Regions from separate parts of the Pan troglodytes genome. Here regions 2 and 3 are each linked to region 1. A link is a contact called in public Hi-C and HiChIP or PLAC-seq data. All regions are on one chromosome and are shown on one strand. The core of a region is the stretch at or near the end of the contact, and the rest is flanking DNA. Distances in the headings are between cores, read along the strand shown.

What was found. A called contact is a pair of places that touch in the nucleus more often than the background predicts. HiChIP or PLAC-seq counts read pairs in DNA pulled down with a chosen protein or histone mark.
Region 2: a contact with region 1 is called in an H3K4me3 HiChIP or PLAC-seq map of stem cell-derived excitatory neurons, with 6 times the contacts expected there. The contact joins the promoter of ELP6 here to the promoter of SMARCC1 in region 1. A contact is called at or near these places in 1 of 7 Hi-C or Micro-C datasets (stem cell-derived neural progenitor cells) and 1 of 1 datasets of contacts at active chromatin or transcription factors (stem cell-derived excitatory neurons).
Region 3: a Hi-C map of stem cell-derived neural progenitor cells shows a contact between it and region 1, with 3 times the contacts expected there. The contact joins the enhancer-like site here to the promoter of SMARCC1 in region 1. A contact is called at or near these places in 1 of 7 Hi-C or Micro-C datasets (stem cell-derived neural progenitor cells) and 1 of 1 datasets of contacts at active chromatin or transcription factors (stem cell-derived excitatory neurons).

The regions. Positions count from the first base shown.
Region 1 is chr2:51,790,912-51,795,472 of NHGRI_mPanTro3-v2.0_pri, forward strand. SMARCC1 (SWI/SNF related, matrix associated, actin dependent regulator of chromatin subfamily c member 1) reads right to left here and starts at 2,345. Exons shown (of 28, transcript XM_001154676.8): 1 at 2,022-2,345. The coding sequence starts at 2,216. LOC107970633 (a long non-coding RNA gene) reads left to right here and starts at 2,463. Exons shown (of 3, transcript XR_001713317.4): 1 at 2,463-2,582; 2 at 3,101-3,203.
Region 2 is chr2:51,523,991-51,528,312 of NHGRI_mPanTro3-v2.0_pri, forward strand. ELP6 (elongator acetyltransferase complex subunit 6) reads right to left here and starts at 1,941. Exons shown (of 7, transcript XM_063805680.1): 1 at 1,760-1,941. The coding sequence starts at 1,813.
Region 3 is chr2:51,428,917-51,433,025 of NHGRI_mPanTro3-v2.0_pri, forward strand. SCAP (SREBF chaperone) reads right to left here. Exons shown (of 22, transcript XR_010155184.1): 9 at 4,098-4,109; 10 at 2,609-2,703; 11 at 1,104-1,202; 12 at 727-945. Among named protein-coding and RNA genes, the nearest start is that of PTPN23, 42 kb to the left of the region's middle. Within about 2 kb of position 1,400, at least 12 of the 24 cell types and tissues checked have an H3K27ac peak or open chromatin away from gene starts, as enhancers often do. A contact at or near this core is called in stem cell-derived neural progenitor cells, where this site is marked.

The DNA.
Region 1 (4,561 bases), core at 1,095-3,594:
ACATTAGCCTAGTGGTCTCAATACTGCTGGGCAATTCCTCAAACTGCTTTGTAGCCACTTCCCTACCCACCCAAACAAATATCGAAGGATTATCCATGTCTAAAGCTTCTTGTAGTTGATCCCAAACTGATGCACAGTGAACAGTGCAGAGAGGTAGAAATTACTGAAATTTGCCTTTTTCTACTCTCTTCCTTGATATTCAAAGGAATATGCCTGTAGATTATTTTTCTTTGTTAAAGCTTCACTGAATTTAAGACCCAAAGCATTGGCTAAAAGGAATGTAATAAAGAAGAATTAACCAATATTTTCATAACATATTCAATTCCATTAGCCACTTCTGGAAGCTCTATTACTTACATTTAAAAAGTGACCAATTTATCACTGTGTAAGAAAGGGCAATATTACTAAAAATCTACAGTCTAAATGTAATTTCAGAGAGGGAAAAGTCCAGACACCTAAAAATATAATTACTGTCTCTCACTTCCTCAAACTTCAGATAAGAAATGTAATTTTTCTAGCTGACCTTCAAAAACAAGAAAGAAAGAAATGATCATTTCTGGGTCTTTGGTTTTTTTTTTTTTTTTTTTTTTTTTGGAGACAGTCTTACTTTATTACCTAGGCTGGAGTGCAATGCAGGCTGGAGTGCAATGGTGCAATCTCGGCTCACTGCAGCTTCTGCCTCCTGGGTTCAAGAGATTCTCCTGCCTCAGCCTCCCGAGTAGCTGGGATTACAGGCATGTGCTGCCACACCCGACTAATTTTGTATTTTTTGGAAAGACGGGGTTTCACCATGTTGGTCAGGCTAGTCTCGAACTCCTCACCTCAGGTGATCCACCCGCCCGGCCTCCCAAGCCGCGCCCGGCCAGAAATGGTCATTTCTGAATGTACCACGTGTAATGCCAAAGGAACCCAAGATCCCTGCCCATGCCTAATAACTGCCAAACACTGACAGGCTTCACTGAGCTGTAGAGGCCAAAAAAATAGGTTCCTAAACTAGTTTATATTTTCATTCATTCAACAAATATTTACTAAGCAGCTACTAAGGGTAAGGCACTAAGTATCAGCCACGTTCCCGGATACACTGCAGTGAACAAAGCCCTTGCTTCAGTGCTACGATTCTCAATAGGAGAAAGTACAGAACTAAAGAGGGTGATAGGAAAACTTCAGAGGCTGGGGAGCCTTTTCGGCTACCTGCTTCATTACACCCTTTAAGGGAGTCCTCCTGAATATTTACACAAAAGGGAAGTTGGAAAAAAAAAAAAAACATTTGTTATAAACAAGGGATTAAGTCAAAACTTTGAAAACTACTGACTCGGCGGAACTTCCGTTCCAAAGGTAGGAGAAATAAGTAAATGAATAATTTCAAAATGTGGTAAACACTACGAAGAAAATAAAGGTGACACAAGAAAAGTGCTCTAATAAAAACTGGGTTCTTGGGGAAGGCCTCCCTTTAGAACACTTTACGTACAAGCGAACATTAACTCTCACGCCACACAGAACCAGAAGCACAATGAGGTAGAACCGTCGTTAATAGTTCTCATCCATCCTAGAATTCATATTGCCTGTTATTAATTAACGAATACAATCATCCCAGTCGTTTAGCAATTAAACAACAGGTAGCAAACCCCCTCCAGACTTTGAATACGCTCTAAACAAAACTTGAAGCTGCTTTTACCACGCTTGCTCGGTCTTTAGGGATCATTGTTCACACACCTAAGGCAGCTGACAAAAGAGAGTCACACTCGCTTAGTGGCTGAGCTCGACCTGCTCTGGCACACGAGAATGAGCAGGGGCTTTCACCAGGGGTGCGTGGGCTCAGAGGAGAGAGCCCCGAACCCCAGTCAGGCCCCGGGATCGCGGGCGCCCAGAGCGGGCGGCGGGGGCGTGGCGGGCCCGGCGCCTGCCTTTGTTGTCCCTCGTGGCGTGCGGGGGGGGAGGGGCGGCCAGAGGCCCGCGAGGCCAGCTGCCGCCTCCGGCCCCGGTCGCGTGGTCTCCCGGCCCCCACGGGCGCGCGAACCCACCTTCTTGTAGTGCTTGCCCAGCCAGACCCGCACCGAATCCAGCTGGGACACCGTCTCCGGGCTCTCCCAAAACTTGGTGGCCGGGCCCCCATCCTTCCGTCGATAAACAGCTAGGCCTGCGGCTGCCGCCGCAATCCCCGAGCCCGTGGCGCCTACCGCTGTCCCCGGCCCGCCGCCGCCTGCCGCTGCGGCCATCGTCGCAGCCCGTCGTCCCCACAGCCTGGCCCACCCCGGCCCTCGCGGTGTTTCCCGGTCGTTCCCGCGCGCACCCCCGCGCGCGTAGCCGCCACTGCCGCTTCCCGGCCCCGCCCAGCCAACCCTCTTCCGGCGCGGACGCCCGGCCCCGCCCCATCTGGGAACTGGCACTGTATCTGACGCGAGCCAGCGCACGCGCATGCGCAGCACTCGTGCGGGCGTGCCTTGGAATAGCACGTCCTGCGGCCTCAGCAGCCTCTTCCGCCATCCTCCGTAGGCTGCATTCTGCCCTAATGAGCGCCGGTTTTTGAGCCTTGCTCTTCCCTTGCTACCGACGTCGAATCATTATGCGGTCAACAACCGCAGGTGGGTTATGTGTCATAGCCTGCCTCCGCTGGAGGGAAAAGGCCTGGTGCGAGAAGTGCCGAAGGGAAAGCCTGTCTAGGGTATCGAGTGCTGGCCGAGGGCCCTGCACCCGGACTGGGACTGCGCCGGGCCCCGCTTTCCCTCAGACCCTCCACCCCCAGCGGCCCGGCGGCATTTGTGAACAGCCATCTGGGACTCCCACGCCTAGGCTTTTCGGCTTCACAGACCTTCCACTCCCTCAGGGGTCCAGCCACAGCGGCTCATTCCTGCCCCAGGGGCCCTTGCACTGGCTCTTCCGAGACCTCAGCAGGTCTTCCCTTCTGATTTGCACTTACGAGACGCATTCAGATTCACTGCTTCAAAGGACTTCAGAAAGTAGTTGTCAGATCTTAACAATCTTGAACAACTGTTCACACCCATACGCTTTCTGCATAGCGCTCACCACGACCCGGCGTTTCTAGTTTCTCATTTACCTTCCACATAAATTACATGAGAACCTAATCTTAACTTGTTCACAGGTGTATCCTGAACACCTGAGACAAGGAACAGATGTACAGTAAATACTTGATGAGTTAATGAATGGCCCACATAGAAGCCGAAAATTTTTAAATTATTAACAAGGTATGATTGGCCGGGCGCGGAGCACTTTGGGAGGCTGAGGCGGGAGGATCAATTGAGCCCAGGAGCTCTAGACCACCACACCCGTCCCCGTCTCTACAAAAAATACAAAAATCAGCCAGCGTTGTGTTGCAAGCCTGTGGTCCTAGCCTCTTGGAGGGCTGAGGTGGGAGGATCCCTTGAGCTGGGGAGATGGAGGCTGCAGTGAGCTATAATCGCGCCACTCACTACACTTCAGCCTGGGCGACAGAGCGAAACCCTGTTTCAGAAACATAAAAAGTATGACTGGCCATAATGGAGTTGTGAACATAATACAATATGATCGCAGAGAAGCAAGTAACTAATTGCTTGTGAGAACGTGACTAACTGCTGGTAAGTTTCTGAGATCTTTTAAAAATGAGGGTGTGTACATGTTTTCAGGATCTCCTGAGGGCTGTGTCACGGACAGTAAAATATATTTTAAAAAAAGTTAATAGAATGTGATCAGGAGGGCCAGGTGAGATAGCTCACGCCTGTAATCCCAACACTTTGGGAGGCCAAGGCAGACTGATCACGAGGTCAGGAGTTCCAGACCACCCTGGCCAACATGGTGAAACCCCGTCTCTACTAAAACTACAAAAATTGGCCAGGTGTGGTGGTGCATGCCTGTAATCCCAGCTACTCGGGAGGCTGAGGCAGGAGAATTGCTTGAACCCAGGAGGAGGTGGAGATTGCAGTGAGCTGAGATCACGCCACTGCACTCCAGCCTAGGCGACAGAGCCAAACTCGTCTGAAAAAAAAAGTTTTTAATTTGAAACTTTCTCAGATTTAACAGAAAAGTTGCAAATATAATACAAAGAACTTTTCCTGAATCATCTAAGAGTAAGTTGCTGACATAATACCCATCACTATCAAAAAGTTTAATGTGTATTTTCTACAAACAAGTATAGTCTATATATTCTCTTACATAATCACAATACAATCATTTATACCAGGAAATTAACACTGATGCCATCCCCAGACCCCGTTCAGGTTTTTCCTATTGCACCATGAAGTCCTTTATAGCAAAAGTTTCCAGTTCAAAATCACACTTTGCATTTAATAAAGTTTCATCTCCTTCAATATGGAACAGTTCCTTAGTCCTTAAACCTTAACAACATTGATACCTATGAAGATTACAAGGCATTTATTTTGTAGAATGACCCTCAATTTAAGTTGGTCTGATGTTTTTTCTTTGTGTTCTTTGCATTGCATTCTATCAGGTGATGCATAATTTCATTTCTCCTGTTACATTGATGACAGAGTATCATCCAGGTTTCTCTACTGCGAAGTTATTCTTTTTGCCTGTGTAATTAATCACTATTTTCTATGGAGGTATTTTG
Region 2 (4,322 bases), core at 691-3,190, 270 kb before region 1:
GACCTCTAAGGGTGGTCTCTGCAGAGCCTGACTGTCCTGCTCCATTCACCCCTATTTCTGTCAGTGACAGGGAAGGTCAGGATCAAGTGATATCATGCATGCCACCTCCTTGCCATGTGACCTTCCACAAATGCCTTAACTTCTCTGGGCTTCAGGTTTTTTCACTTACAAAATGTGAACGATCACATCGTCAGACCTTCAGTGTTACCCCTAGTGCTGTCATTTCCTGGTGCCCACTTGATTACTCCATTCTTTCACCTGGCCCTAGGCTGACTTTGGAAGTGCCAGTGGTAACTGGCAAGGTAATCAGAGTCATCTGGACAAGAACTGCCTGGCAACTAAAATCCACAAGGATCTACTGAAAGCTACCATTTGGCGCTATGGGGTCATAAAAAGGCTTTAGACACTTAGTATCCCGGTTGCCTGGAGGAGTTTACCATTTCATTAGGAAGACAAAGATTATGAATAAACCAGGCTGGGCGTGGTGGCTCACGCCTGTAATCCCAGCACTTTGGGAGGCAGAGGTGGGCGGATCACCTGAGGTCAGGAGTTCCAGACCAGCCTGGCCAACATGGTGAAACCCCGTCTCTAACAAAAAATACAAAAAAAAATCAGCCGAGTAATTAGCCCGGTGTGGTAGCGCACGCCTGTAATCCCAGCTACTTGGGAGGCTGAATAAGGAGAATCACTTGAACCCGGGAGGTGAGGTTGCAGGGAGCCGAGATCGCGCCAGTGCACTCCAGCCCAGGCGAGGGAGCGAGACTCCATCAAAAATAAATAAATAAGCCAAAAGATACACTCCTGAAAGAGGTTACTCCTACGTTAAAATGTGAAAGGTTTCAAGGTACCCCGGAGTGTGAGGAGCGTGGAGAGAACAGGTCAGCCTGGGGTGCCCAAGACGGACTTGGTCCAAGCCAATTTCGCTCTGTCCTGCTTCTAACAGTTCTATTAGAGATCACAAGGAGGAAGAGTAAGAAGAACAGCAGCGTTCAATACAATGTGCCAATTGCTCCGGGGCGAGGTGGCGGTTAGGAAGCTCGCCCATGAAGACGGCGGCGAAACGAACTCCCCTCTCCTCTCGGGCCTATTCTGCAGTCTCCTCTGAGCGCCTGGGACCCCCCACCCCAGTGAACACGCACAGCGCGCCACAGTTCACGTCCGCGAATATAACCCAACCCCACTGTCGGCCATGCTTCCCAGGTACTTTTTTTTTTTTTTTTTTTTTTTTTTTGAGGTGGAGTCCCGCTCTGTCGCCCAGGCTGGAGTGCGGTGGCGAGATCTCGGGTCACTGCAACCTCCGCCTCCCGCGTTCAAGCAATTCTCCTGTCTCAGCCTCCCGAGTAGCTGAGATTACAGGCATGAGCCACCACGCTCGGCTAATTTTTGTATTTTTCGTAGAGACGGGGGTTTCACCATCTTGGCCAGACTTGTCTCGAACTCTTGACCTTAGATGATGCACCCGTCTCGGCCTCCCAAACTGCTGGGATTACAGGGGTGAGCCACCGCGCCCGGCCGCTTCCCAGGGACTTTTAAGGACACGCACAGCCGTTGAGAATATGCGAGATGGCCCAGAAGCCCACTTTCGGCGGGCCCAAGTCTCCAGTCCAATCCCCGGGTCGATCCTCTGCGGACTACAACTCCCAGGTACCCCGTGCCGGGTCGTCGCGCCATTCCCCGGGGTCGTGCGCACCGCCTCCCGGATGCAGTATTCCGCTGCCCTGCCAGGTCCCGCCCCCTTCCGGCCAGCGGGACCTCTTACCTGCTCCGCCCTGTCGGGGGTGGTGTTAAGCAGGTTATTAAGTTCCACGAACATTCCGAGCTCCTGGGACTAGCGCTCTGGAGGAGAACCCGGAGTGCTGCAGAGACGACGGAAGCTGGAGAGCAAAACACACCCGACAGCCCGGCTCGCGCAAGGAAGCGCGCATGCGCAATGCCACTTTTGCGAGCCTGCCACAGCCAATGAGGCGGGTGCCTCGATGGGACCGCTGCGCACGCGCGTAGACGTGCGTCGAGTCCCAGGTGGTAGGAAACGATGGGCTTCTCTGTGCGACTGCCAGCGGCCTCTGGCGGCTCATTCCGCGCAGATCTGCGTGGCGCCCGAGCCCTCCCAGTGGGCCCCCAAGGCTCCACGCGACCAAGTATTCTCCTTCCCTTGGCCTCGCTCTCTGCCCAGCCCCGGGCTCCTTTTCTCCACACGTGGCTGTCAAGCGCCTTCTGTATGCCCCACACTCCTGGGAGCTTGGGCTACATCGATGAACAAAAACAAAGGACAGGGAATTTATTATTATTATTATTATTATTATTATTTAATTGAGACGGAGTCTTGCCCTGTCGCCCAGGCTGGAGTGCAGTGGCGCGATCTCGGCTCACTACAGGCTCCGCCTCCTGGGTTCACGCCATTCTCCTGCCTCAGCCTCCCGAGTGTAGCTGGGACTACAGGCGCCCGCCACCACGCCCGGCTAATTTTTTGTATTTTTAGTAGAGACGGGGTTTCACCGTGTTAGCCAGGATGGTCTTGATCTCCCGACCTCGTGATCCGCCGGCCTCGGCCTCCCAAAGTGCTGGGATTACAGGCATGAGCCACCACGCCCGGCCGACACGGAATTATATCTTGAAAACTTGTGTGGAGAAAACCAAAGTGGGATTAGGGAGTACCAATGGGGGCAGGGGTAGGTTTCAGAATTAAAGAGGTTGTCAGGGTGGGTCTCACTAAGAAAGTGTGGTTGCAGCTGGGCGTGGTGGCTCACACCTGTAATGCCAGCACTTTGGGAGGCCTAGACGGAGGGATCACGAGGTCAGGAGTTCGAGACTAGCCTGGCCAATATAGTGAAACCCTCTTCTCTATTAAAAATACAAAAAATTAGCCTGGCGTGGTGGGGGGCGCCTGTAATCCCAGCCACTCGGGAGGCTGAGCCAGTAGAATCGCTTGAACCCGGGAGGCAGAGGTTGCAGTAAGCCGAGACCACGCCATTGCACTCTAGCCTGGGCAGCAGTGTGAGACTTCGTCAAAAAAAAGTGTGGTTGCAACACGCCCTGTATGCCTGTCCTCAGAGCCTTTATACTAACTCTTCCCTCTTCCTGGAATGCCCCTTTTCCCAGATATTAAGCTGATTTTAAAATTCCCCACTTCCTTCAGGTCTCTGCTCAGATGTCACTTTATTCGTGAGGCCTTCCCTGAGCACCTTACTTAAATCACAAACTGTCCCTTTCCCAACACTTCTTTTTCCTTGCTTTTATTTTTTTCCATAACATTTATATCTATTATACCGTATATAGTTTTGTTCTAGCCCAATCAGCCTCAGATCAGTGGACAAACCTGTAATTCCACCAAAGTCAAGTTTATTGACAGTCACTAAAATAATTGTTATATGATTTGGGAGTCAAATTCAGGTGAAATTTAAGTGAACCGGTGTTTGATATGCTCAAAGCACAGCACAGCTGTGTGTGGAGTCCTAATCTGGCGTGGACTGCAAAGGGGACCCAGGGTCATTTCTGTGGAAACTGCAAGGTTAAGATCGATGTGGAATGTAATCGTTAGCTGAAGCTCTGCACCTGGGATGGAAATCGAGGCTGCTTCTCTGTGTCAAAGGGATGTAGATCCTTCAGCCAAGAATGAGATGTTTCATGCTTATTGAAATGTGAGAAAGAGAAAAAAAAAATTGGCCTGACACTCACAGCTAGGTCTTGGTGTTCCTGTTGAGCATAAACAGTTTCACAAAACACCAACATCAGACTGATTGTGACGGATCAAGACAAAACTAGAACACTCCATAATCATGTTGAACACAAAACATGTACATTGTCCAAGCCACAACCAAACATCTCATTTCCCAGCAAATAAGAGTACCACTTCTTTACCAATCTCTTTAGCCTGATACAAGTTCTTTTTTTTTTTTTTGGCCTGATACCAGTTGTTTATCACATACTGGCTTTGCAAAGATGCCTCCCTGTAAATAAGATATATCAGGGTACCTAATCATAGAATTACCCCAATCTTCTGACAGCCTCCATCTCCAAGCAAAGCTGTACTTCCTTAAACCCTCCCCTAAATCACTTAACAAGCCCAAATCCTATAATTATTTTCTAACACTCTCTTAATGAGACACCCCATGGTTCCCCCATGGTGTACATTCTCCCTCATAGCAATGAGTAATAAACTTAGTGTTTTCAGTAATAAGTATAGTCCTGGTGGTCATTGCCTGGAGGGAATAGACATGATGTCAAGCAGCAAAGTTTTAATTTTAGAGAACAAAGTTTCTTGCTAAGAAAGCAGTAGTCGCCACCGAGTGAGGTGGCTCATGTTAACATGGGAGGCTGAGGCA
Region 3 (4,109 bases), core at 150-2,649, 360 kb before region 1:
CCCCACTGCGTCCTTTTCTCCTGCCTCTCCAAGTCCTCCTGCTAACACCTGCCAACACTTGCTGCTGGAGGGGCCTGCTTGCCTTTCCACAGTTAGAGGCTGAGTTTCTTGGCCTGGAAATACACTGAAGCACCCTGAGGTTTGACACAGAATGTCCCCACCCCTAAGCTCCACCTCAGCTGGAGCCAGAAAGCTGCTACCATTCCTACGGTCAGAGGGCCAGCTACCTGACCTGCTTAGAGTCCCCCAGAGGTCCGAGTCCCAGGGGGCCTCAGCCTTCCTCCCATCTCAGTTCAGCTCCCTGGAAGAGGCACTGCTGCCCCAAGGCCAGCCCAGCCCGGCTGGTGAATGATTTTGCCCAGCACTTTCCAGTGTCTGCACACCATGCAGCGGCCGATGAACCCGACCCAGGGCAATGTGGTGGCCACAAGTGGGTCCATCCCAGAGCACTCAACTAACAGGCTCCTGTCCTGGGCCACTCTGGGGAGAGGATGGCTCCTGTACCTGAGAACCCTGGAGCTGCTTCTCCCACAGGCTTATCTCCTCAGAAGCCACTAGGGTCTGGGCAGGGAGGACACAACGGGCAACTCCCCAGAGCCAGGCTTCCAGGGGCCACCAGGGCCTGAGGAATACCCCTTGCCACTCTAAGGCCAAGTGCAGCACCACAAGGGGCCTGGAGCACCGGCCCTCCAGAAGAGGGCAGGGCAGGGCAGGGGTGGCAGGTACCATGATGAGGCGCTGTGCCAGGCGGGTGCGGGCCAGGAAGTAGACAACACGCAGCCTCTTGGGGAGCCGCAGGTTTCGGAAGGAAGACGGCTGCAACGTGATGGTGTGGGGTGTGGACGGCCGCACAGCCAGCTGCCGCTCGTAGCGCGTTGGCTGCCCCACTGGCTTGGCTGAGGGCAGGCAGGCCTCAGGGGGCAGTCGCTTGTTCAGGTCTGCTAGCTGTTGGGGGCACAGTGGTCAGGGCCTGAGTCCACCGTCCAGAGGCTGCCCGCACAGGACCGCTGTCCTGCCCAAGGTCTACACCCTTCTCACCCAGGACTCCCTCAGTACAGCCAGGGCTGAGGAGGCGGGCAGGGCAGGGCTCAGCCCACTCCTACCTCCATCCGGCGAATGTCAATGGACAGGACAGTGGTGAAAAACAGCATCTGAAGGAAGAAGTCAGACACCAGCCCCACGACGGCAAAGAGACAGAACTCCTGGAATCAGAGCACATGGGGGTGGGGGGGTGCCGTGACCTCACTGTCCCAGCCCAAGAGGAGCAGTGCCCGGACTGCAGCCACCTCATAACCGGCAGGGCAGCAGCAGGCAGGGCACAGCAGAGATGAGAGATGCTGGTTGGTCCTCAGTTCACATACCAGCAGCAGCTCACCCCGTCTCCACCAGGGGGCAGCAGAAACCCTCACACTTTCTTCAGAAAGGGCTGAAAGGGAAGGGGAAGTACCTTCCCTGAATCTTCCGGTCCCTCTAGAGAGGACTGAAGGTCTGATCCAACCCGGAAACCTCTAAGCCCCACCAGCCTGCTCCCCAAAAAGTCCTTCCCCACTGAGCCCCCGCCCTGCTCATGCATCACCAACCCAGCTAGAGCCCAGGCCTGATTCAGGGGCTCTCAGAAAGGTTCCCAGCCAGCAACTGCCCCGGAACAATGAAGAGAGAGAGAGAGGGATTCTCTAAAACTGAAAAAGGGTGAGCTCTCTGCTCCCCAAGCTGTCAGCAGACAAAATTTTCTGAGATGTCGGTGTTGAGACCTCTAGCACATCACCACAGTGCTACTCCGATCTGGGGTAAGACCATGGAGTGCAGATAGTGGCACAGTGGTTGTCTCAGCTCTAATGTCCCAAGACTGTACCCTATCCTGCAGATACTACTGTTTTTCCAGGAGAAGCAGCCCACAGCCCATCTGTTCTCTGCTCACCCCCATCCCTCAGCTGGCCTGCCAGCCCTGGGGGAAAGACGGGGGAGAAAAGATGGCATCCTCCCCTTCCTGCAACTCCTTCTGGAATCGCTGGCATCAGTCTGGGGTTCCAGCTCAGTGCAGGGCCACCTCCACCTCTGCTCACAGCCCACAGCTGAGTGAGGGCACTTTGCCAAGAGCAGGGTCACTCTGGGCAATGGGTGGTGGCCCTCCCACTGGTCAGGCCAGGCAAGGCCATGCGTCTGGCGACTGCGGCACAGGCCAGGGCCAAGGGAGGAGACCGGAGGAAGGGTCTAGGAACCCCACGGTGCTTCTCCCTCAAAAATGGGAAACAGGTGTGATGAACTGCACAGCCAGTCCCCAGCTCCTGCCATGCCCTTGCAGCCTCCTCCTGCCACTTGGCTGAAGGGGAAGCAGGCAGGGAGGGGTAGGAAGACAGGGTCAAGGGCAGAGTCTGCCTGGCTAGGTGCTCAATCTGGGAACCCAGCCAGGGTTTGCTGAGCACTTCTGTGCCAGGCATGCCAGGGGCCATCTGTGTGCTGTAGTGATCTGCTTGCCAGGCAAAGAGGTCCCACCTCAGAAGCAAGGATGCCTGTGCTGAAGAGGGGAGCACCCTGCCCATGGCTGCACAGCTGGGGAGCACAGCAGTTGCTTCCATGCTCATCCAGGTGGCAGGCCTTGGGGCCTTACCTGGATGGCGGGCACTAGGGTGAAGTAGCCGATGAGGATGATGCCCAGCTCCGTGGCCATGTTCTTCATGATGGACCAGCTCTCGCTGCTTAGGCCTGCAGAGGGCAGCAACAGGGCACAGGGCAACACGTGGCCACTCTGCGACATGACTCACACAACCTCATGGGCCTCGGAGTGGCAGAGGCATGGCGAGGCCCCCCAGCCCTTTGAAGGAGCCATTCCACCAAAGCACCCCAACCCTCAGGGTCCTGCTAATGCCCAGACTTTAAGGGGCCATCACCACCACACAGCTGCTACGGGGAACGGGTGTTCACAGCCTGGAGGGTGCAGAGGAGAGCTATAATCATCAAAAGAGGGAAGAAGCAGAGTGTGGAGATGAGAAAATCCACAAGGAAAGCCAAGTGCCACCCACAACAACCACATCCAACCTCCGCATGTGGTTCTTGTCTGGTCTGCACGGGCCAGCATGACAGTGTGCCCATCAACCACATGGCAGAAGCACTCGGCGGGTAGAGGACCTGGCTGCGTTCCTCCTCAAGCCCCTTCCTGTGGTGAGCCCTGATCCCACGCTATCACACTGTCGCATGTCTAAGGCTCTGTGCTCTTACTGGGTAAGGACAATTTCGCCCCATCTCTTCCTAACTCCATATCCAGCACAGGGCCTGGCTTATCACAGAGGCTCACAGAGGTCTGGATGAATGGACGGCTGCCTACAGCCCCATTCCTCACAGACATGGGTGACGACAAAGAAGAGGCTCAAGTGACCAGGCCTCCAAGGCCAGGCTCTCCCTTTTCTCATTTTCCGTAGAACCCCAGATCCCCAGCTTCTACCAGCAGGGCCAGAGAGAGCTTTTCTGCAGCCGTGAAGGCAGCGTCTCTGAAATGGCCAGCCCCCGGGGCTTGGGCCTAGTGTGCTGGAGTGAGGCAGTAAGAGAAAATACTAGGCGCTAAACTCCCCAGACAGAAAGCCACCACCAAACACAAGCCCCACCCACACTGAAGTGCAGTGGTGTGATCACGGCTCACTGCAGCTTTGACCTCCCAGGCTCAAGCAATCCTCCCGCCTCAGCCTCTTGAGTAGGTGGGACCACAGGTGCATGCCAATATGCCCTGCTAATTTTTCTATCTTTTGTAGACATGGGGTTTCACCATGTTGCCCAGGCTGGTCTTGAACTCCTGGGCTCAAGTGATCCACCTGCCTCAGCCTCCCAAAGTGCTGGGATTACAGGTGTGAGCCATGGCACCCAGCCTGGTTTACTTTCTTACTGACACATGAACCAGGACGAAGTACAGTCCAATGGCCCCATGGCTCCCCAGGGCACACACTCAAGAGCTGCCAGGGCCCAGTGGCCCACTGCATATTATGCCGGAGGCAAGAGCAAGGGACATTTCAAGGGCTCTGTTTGCTCACAGAGCGTTAACAGCAAGAGGAACAGGCCCCATTCCAGCCCCTCCTGCAGCCCTCTGCCCAACTCTCCCACTGCGTTACCTTGGGCGATCC